2 separate regions of the Mus musculus genome follow, and region 1 is linked to region 2. Evidence: chromatin contacts called from public HiChIP or PLAC-seq data. All regions are on one chromosome and are shown on one strand. The core of a region is the stretch at or near the end of the contact, and the rest is flanking DNA. Distances in the headings are between cores, read along the strand shown.

The links. HiChIP or PLAC-seq counts read pairs in DNA pulled down with a chosen protein or histone mark.
Region 1: an H3K27ac HiChIP or PLAC-seq map of embryonic stem cells shows a contact between it and region 2, with 4 times the contacts expected there. The contact joins two enhancer-like sites. A contact is called at or near these places in 1 of 484 Hi-C or Micro-C datasets (embryonic stem cells), 2 of 115 datasets of contacts at active chromatin or transcription factors (both in embryonic stem cells) and 1 of 9 other capture datasets (embryonic stem cells).

Annotation. Positions count from the first base shown.
Region 1 is chr8:45,233,908-45,237,636 of GRCm38.p6, forward strand. All of the region lies in intron 3 of Gm30504 (a long non-coding RNA gene), which reads left to right. Among named protein-coding and RNA genes, the nearest start is that of F11, 26 kb to the right of the region's middle. Within about 2 kb of position 1,539, at least 22 of the 459 cell types and tissues checked have an H3K27ac peak or open chromatin away from gene starts, as enhancers often do. A contact at or near this core is called in embryonic stem cells, where this site is marked.
Region 2 is chr8:44,567,325-44,571,269 of GRCm38.p6, forward strand. No RefSeq gene overlaps it. Among named protein-coding and RNA genes, the nearest start is that of Gm30397, 200 kb to the right of the region's middle. Within about 2 kb of position 2,592, at least 3 of the 459 cell types and tissues checked have an H3K27ac peak or open chromatin away from gene starts, as enhancers often do. A contact at or near this core is called in embryonic stem cells, where this site is marked.

The DNA.
Region 1 (3,729 bases), core at 289-2,788, 670 kb after region 2:
CAACCTTTACTCACCAAGGTTTGCAATCTCAACATCTGATTAACCTTCACTAGAATCTCTCTGGGGACTAGACAAATTCATGAAGCCTCTAGTTTGCCATATGAACATTAATGCTTTCATTTGGGAGTGATGGCTGTCTCTTGTGCACAAATCTTTCAGGGAACATACCTTGTCTTAGGAAAAAAAATATACCTAACCTGAATTTCCATGAACAAGCATGGGGAATAGAAAAACACTGTGAAGACCCGGGTGTGGTGGCGCACGCCTTTAGTCCCAGCACTTGGGAGGCAGAGGCAGGCAGATTTCTGAGTTCGAGGCCAGCCTAGTCTACAAAGTGAGTTCCAGGACAGCCAGGGCTATACAGAGAAACCCTGTCTCGGAAAAAACAAAAAAGAAAGAAAGAAAGAAAGAAAGAAAGAAAGAAAGAAAGAAAGAAAGAAAGAGAGAACGAAAGAGAGAAAGAAAGACAAAGATAAAGACAAACACTGTGACTTAAAGTATGTATCTCTGGTTTTATAAAGAAATATCTATGCCTACCAGTGTGGTGCAATGGGCTTTCTGAAGGATGACTTATTTCCTCATTCATGTAGTAGAGCATTCAGATAAGTTGACAGAAAAATCAACAATGATAAGTATTTTATATCATGACTTTGGCCCGGTAGCTATGACAACCAAGGAAGCAAAGCAACGCAGTGATAGGTAGGTCTATAGGAATGTCAATAGAGCTGTTAATAATCTGAACAGAAGTGAGGGGCTCACAGGGCTCTCATGTGGGAATCCAGGCCTTATTTCCCCTTGTCTTCTTCCCCAGCTACAAAATAACTTTGGAATGGTAGAGTATACATTAAGTGCAGGGTTAAGTGAGAATGGGACTCCAAGAATAGCTTCCATGAGGTCATCGGCCATGATGGAATGGAACTTCTCAATGGTGTCTGGTTGGTGTCACTCCAAGCCCTGTAGACAGCCCCTCACTTACATCCTGTGGGCTCACCAAGTCAACTCATCAGTTTGCCTAGCTGGGACTCCAGTGGAATCCTAATTCCGTGTGCTGTCTTTGCATTAGGAATGGACACCTGCTTGCTTACACCTCCCTAGTGAATATCGGTGACATGTGTGGCCATATGCAGATATTGTCAAGTTGAAAGCAAAGGCTTTGGTGACCGATTCAGCATGAAAAGAAGTCTAGGATTTCTCACCATATGCACTGAGTTGAAATGAACTTTATAACTGAAGATCGAGAGGCTGTCAGAAGGCACTGCTCGCTCAGATGTGTTCTTGGTGTAGTATATCTATTTCTACCTGGCTTTCCTGGCCGCCCTCTAAGAGGTAAATATGCAGAGAAGGTTATTTTTGCTGAATATTTACCACATTGCTCACACTGGGAGGATTGATACTTTATTTGAAAGGGAATCATCCCCCTCTCACAAGCTATCCATCTGTGAATACGATAAGTTGGAAAGATCAAAGCCAAATCTGTGCATGGATTTGCTGAGTCATACTCCTACTCAGCTGTCCCCTCACCTGTCCTCATTACCATGCTAAAGAGTTGCTATGTGGGCGGGGAAGTGGAGCTCCGAAAACTGACTACTGTGTGACACTACAGGAAGTGGAGGCCTTTCATGCCTCTGGAATTGTAAGCCCAAATAAACTCATTCTTCCGTGACTTGCTTTTGGTGAAAGTGCTTTCTCACGGCAACACAGAAAACCTACTAATACGCAAAACATAAGAAATAAATAAAACTATATCAGGGGATTGTTAGTAGAAGTCACAAGGAGCAAAAGGATGGGACTAAGAAGGCTGGTGACTGCTGGAAACGGGGACTTCCACAGGAGACTATCAGCAATCTGTATACATTATGTATGTAGATTATATGCATATATAAATGTAAACAGCATATACATATATACATGTATCTGTAAACATACGATGCACATATATATCTTATACATATAATCTTCATACATTAATGGCACACACAGGCCTTTGGTGTTGTCCATAAGACCCGTGGCTAGGGCCGCAGGCCTCCACTGTCTGCAGATCTCTCTGTCAAAACAAGGTGTCTCCTGTCAGCATACTTCCTGTTCCAGGCGCACAACAGGGCACCTGAGAGCTGGGGCTCTCACATACTGAGCAGGAGCAAACATGACTGTCTTCAGTGCTTGTCATTCTTCGCCAGGGTTTCGTGCTGCTGATAACATGCGAGTTAACAAGAGAAAACCCACAGAAGGCTATTGCCCCTGCAGCCCACCTCACATCAGTGAAAAGCTACTGTCTTGGAAAAATCACTCTCAATCTACTCACCAGCTTAAGATCGGTATGACAACACTATCCCAACAACAACAGCCATCATAAGTCCAAGAATGACAAGGCAAAAAAGGAGTTTCAGACTAGGGAGTAAAGCCAGCTGGATTCCACTGACACCTGCTGGTCTCACATCTGGACAGATGAACCGTTCTCTCCAGCCAACAAGGGAAGAGCTGCATCTGTTCGAAGGGATAGGTTAGAAAGGCCTTATATCTGTGGGGATCACCGCCTTCCCTCTCTGCTTGTTCGCTCGGCAGGGCATTTGAACCTGCTTGCCCCTCCCAGGCAGGGCACCACAGCATGCCACTCTAAACAGGCCTGGGAGCCAGACACACAGATGTTCGCTGGATCTGGTCAGGGGCCTCCGCACAGCTTGATCTCCCACACTGTGGGCAGGATCTGAGGAAGGGCTGATTTATGGCTTTGTTATAGGTGCTCCAGCTGAGACTGGTACCTTAGGGCTCCCTGCAGACGAGACTGTTAAATGAGACCGAGCAGGGAGTGGGTTTCCAGCTGTTTCTCTGCTTCTTTTGGAGGCTGAGAGCTTCTGTACGCAGAGTTACTGCGCCCTCTGCTGGGTTTCTCATGGAAGCTCCGAGGATTTCACACTTCTCTAGTGTCTCTTGACCCCTAAACAGTCTGGTTATCAGTATCCCCGTTTGCTTTATCCAACACCTAGCTAGATGGCTCATTTAGAAACACGGTCCATGAGTCAGAGAGTTCTTTCCCTACCTCAGGCAGTCTCACTTTCATGTGAGATGAACAACTTCATTCTGATGGCGGGTCAGCAGTTCTAAGTGGCTTTCTGTGTCATAGTCACAAAATACCCAAATCTTCAACCTCAAAAAAACTGGTTTCTGCGAGCTCCCTGGTTGGTGTGTGACTATGTCAGATTGGGCAAGGAAGAGCCAGGGAAACACAGCTGGTAGGAAACCTCTAATGAGGGGTCTGACCTCTTACAGAGGCGTGTTGGGGTGACTGAACCTGTAACTGCCTATGAATATGCATGTACCGTATGTGTATGTATGTGTGTGTATGTTTGTATTGCTATGTGTGTATGTATGCAAATGCTGTGTGTATGTGGTCTGTGTATCTATGTGTATGTGTGTGTATTGTGTATGTGTGTATACATGTTTGTATTGCAGTATGTGGGTGTGTATATGAATACAAATGCTGTGTGTGTACGTGCTCTGTGTGTATTGTGTATGTATGCATGTGTGCATGTGCTATGTGTGTGTATGCATGTGTGTATACATATACATGTGCGTGAATGTGCTGTATGTATGTATGTATGTATGTATGTATATGTTTTGGGGTGTGCCAGTCAGATTTGTGTTACTCTACAAAGTTATAGCTCTCTTCTTAATAAGTAGAGAGAGCTTTAATTATCTCTCTGTTTACCACATTCTAAAGCTGAGTGCCTG
Region 2 (3,945 bases), core at 1,342-3,841:
CTTTTTAAGTTAAAAAAAATCCATACAATGTGTTTTGATGACAGTTCCCCCTCCCTAGCTCCACATATCCTCCCTAACTCCCTACCAACTCAAAATTATGTTTCTTTTTTCTCTTTCTCTAAAAGAAACAAAAAAAAGAAGGAAGGAAGGAAGGAAGGAAGGAAGGAAGGAAGGAAGGAAGGAAGGAAGGAAGGAAGGAAGGAAGAAAGGAAGGAAAGAAGGTAGTAGGTAGATAGGTACACAGATACACCATGCACAAAAACAAAAAACAAAATAAACAAGCAAAATATCAATTAGACAAAACAAAACAACTAGCCAAACAAAGCAAAATGAAACAGAAAGGTCTATAAAAATACCACTGAGTTCATAGCTTGGAGCTGGTTAATGTTGCCGCTGAGGTTTCATTGGAGAAAACTGATTTTTTTTATTATTATTATTATTTGCCAGTGGTATCAACTGCAGAGTGCTTCTTGTACAGTAGAGTAATTAACCAGGAGTCCACGGCTATCACCTTCTACACAGAATAGCCAAGTAATCTCCTGGCATGTGTAAACCCTAAAGACTACAGTGCAAAAGCTAGTGTGTGTCTTTCTCTGCTTTTGCTTGTTAAATAATCATGTCCTGGAAGGCAGATATTATGAATAAAATGTCCGAGTCTCAGCAAAAATAACATTTCATTCGTTCCTAAATATCCCCAGGTTTGATCTTAACCTAAAGCATGAATGCTTTAAATAGGTAAATTGAAACTAGAATTGTATCATTCCATTCTAAGTCAGCAAATTCAGTGCCTACAGACCTGCAAGCAACAGTGTAAGGCAACGTAAGGGGTAAGGCTGCCCCTCGGGCTCTCTGCCTGGGAAGGGAGTTTTTCTGCCCTGACTTTCACTAGTTAATAATGCAGGCTTCAGTATGAACGGGGTTCACTATGTAGGAACTGAAAATAAATGACTTTACAAGGTGCTGGGGATACAACTGTTATTATTTTAACTGACAAGTGAAACGAAGCAATGAGAGATGGATCACGACCCATAAGCCACGCCATGAGTGATAGAAATTTCAAACATTCTGATCCTGAAGTCCATGCGAGCATTCTCCCTTCGCATCTAGAGCGCTGCGTGCGTGCGCCCTTGTCCTGTCTCCACAACGCTGTTCACATTTTCTCTTCTGAGAAAGGACTTCTACCCAGACGGAAGAATGTATGAGTCTTCAGAAGATATTCTCTTTCAAAAGTCATTTAATTTAAAAAAAAAAATAAGAGAAACCACCATGGAAGCCTGAAAGAAAGTGGAAGACAATTAAGTGAGCAGGAAAATTAACCAGAGACATGTATAGCGATCGGCAATAACAATCTCAGCCAATCTGCGAAACTTCAGAATTATAAATGAACCAACAAGAATGAAACTTTTTTTTAAAGCATTTACAGTATGTTCTGGGAAATGTAGTTCAGAATACGTAGTGCATCATTCAAAAATTTGCCCTGTGCCTTATATTTTCAGGAGGCCTAAAATTATTTTCATGTTTTTAAATGTAAAAGCAACATAGACATGGAAAATGAATATTTCTCTTTAAAAACTATAGTTCCAGATAAACTCATTATTAAAACATTTTCAGATGTGTGTTTGTGCGTGTATGTGAGTGTGTTTGTGTGTGTGTTTATGTGTATTCGTGTATGTGTGCGTCTTTGTGTGTGTGTATTTGTGTGTACATCTGTGTGTTTGCTTGTGTGTGTATTTGTGTGTTTGTGTGTGTGTGTGATCAAAGAGGATCTCTACAAAAATTGTTCTACTTTTGATAAATCAAGTATATTTTAGAGACAAGAAATTATTTGAATGATACTCAATTTCTTTCATAATGGAATTCTATTAGTACAATTGTCTGGAATCCCCAGCCTCCTAAGACCCACAGTTATGACCTTTAACTCTACAATTCTACATTTCTACTGAATGGTCAATTGGTTAAATAGTGTGCACACTGAGGGATTGTAGACAAAAGGCCGAAGAAGGGAAGCTATTTGAGGGTCAGTTAAGAAGAAGTACTCAATTCCTGACCAGTTGTGGATAGCCCTGGGGTTAATTATATTTGATGTTAATTCTGTTCTCCAGTAAGTGGTTGTGAACAAGGAGTGAGTCAGCACTCAGGTGATTTCCTGTAAACCTGCTTCCCACCCTAATTTGTAAAATAAAGGAGAGCTGATGATTGGGCAGATAAAAGGGAAGGTGGAAAGGAAGGTGAGGAGAGAGAGAAGGAGGAGAAAATGGAGAAGTAGAGGACGCAGAGGAGGAGGAAGAAGAAGAAAAGTGGAGCAGAAGCACATGGCCTGGAGAAACCACAAGTTCTAAGGGGTCTCATAGATGTGGAAGACGTTAGTGTAGCGGTAGATCTGCCCAATCTAGGCGCACAGCGTGTACTCATATTAATGGAGTTGTGTTTTCATTGCTGGGGCATATTTGGGTGGAGATTTACAGCAGCACTGACCCACTTTGGTTAAACCTGTTTAAGATGCTGATTAGCAAACCACTAGGAAATAGCTCATAAAGAAGGTTCAAGGCGGTATGGATAAAGAGAAACAGAAGGCATGCTGCTCTCTTCTGTCCCCGGGAGAAGAAAACAATGGCAGAAATCCACAGACAAGTCAGAGGTGACCCAGATATCTCTGAGCAGGGCTAGTATCTCTTTGTCTGTCTCTCTGTGTCTCTGTCTATCTGTGTGTGTCTGTGTTTCTGTTTCCCCCTCTCCCCCTCCCTCCCTCTCTCACTTTCTGTCTTTATCTGTCTCTCTCTCCCTTTTTCTCTCTCTCCCTCCCTCTCTCTCCTCTTCCTATTCCTCCTGCTCCTTCTCCTCCTCCTTCTTCTTCTCTGTCCTTCCCCCACCTTTGCTCTCAAACTATAAATAGAACAGCTCCCAAACTTTTTGCTTTTCTAATTCAGACAATTTAATTATAGTCATATTTTTAAAACCACAAAGCTCCCCCCCCACCAAAAAAGCCCCTTGAATTAAAAAAAATAACTTGGACGTGCAATGTCTGAAAAGACAGTAATTCTATGTCCCTGTGTCTTATGCAAGGTTCCTCCTTCTCCTCACATCCTTCTCTGCGTACACTTCCATCTATCCACCACCTTCCACAGACTCACAATTTTCTTTCTGATTCCTGGATTCCATCTTAGTACACAGGGTGGAAGACCAAACTTAAGAGAAGAAATGAGATGCCAGTAAAATGGCCATATCTAATTTTAGGTGCCCAGCTACATACAAGAGAACTGCTGCTTTCTGTTTTCTGTGAGCTGGTGTTTTGTGTGGCTAGAAAAAGCACCATGCTCCCCAAAGCCTGCAAAAACTAGCATTTGCAACCTCTATGAGTACAACCAACCCACAACCTCTTAAGCTTTCTTATGAAGCTAATAATATGTATTATTTGGACAGTCTTGATGTTTAAAATGGAATCAATTTCCATCAGTATTTTCTATTCTTAAATCTCCTGGTCCCATAACAAATAAGTTTCTATTTTCCTGAATTGAGCTTTCAACAGTAGGTGTTCCCTTCTGTGCATAAATATCTTCTGCAAAGTAGAGACATGCACTTCTCCTATAAAAAACATGTTTTATGTCTGTGACCCTTGGGATTCTCACTGTAAGTGCTAATCAGAGGAAAGTTTGTGGGAACACATACTTTGAGTTCTGTCTTTGCTATTATAGTCTCCCAAGACTGACTTGTGTACAACTGTTGAACTCTGAAGAAAGACAAAGAGGGCAGGGTGGCTTGTTTTATTTATTTAGCTCTACCTATGTATTTTTAATGCTAAAATGGCATAACTCTCATGATTTCAAAAACTAACAAGTGGTAAATAATATATTAGAGGCATTTGAGAAATTAAAAAGATTCAAGTAGGTAATAATTCTTTGGGAGTTCAATTTAATGCCTCTAGAGCATTTACTGTTGGTCTAAACA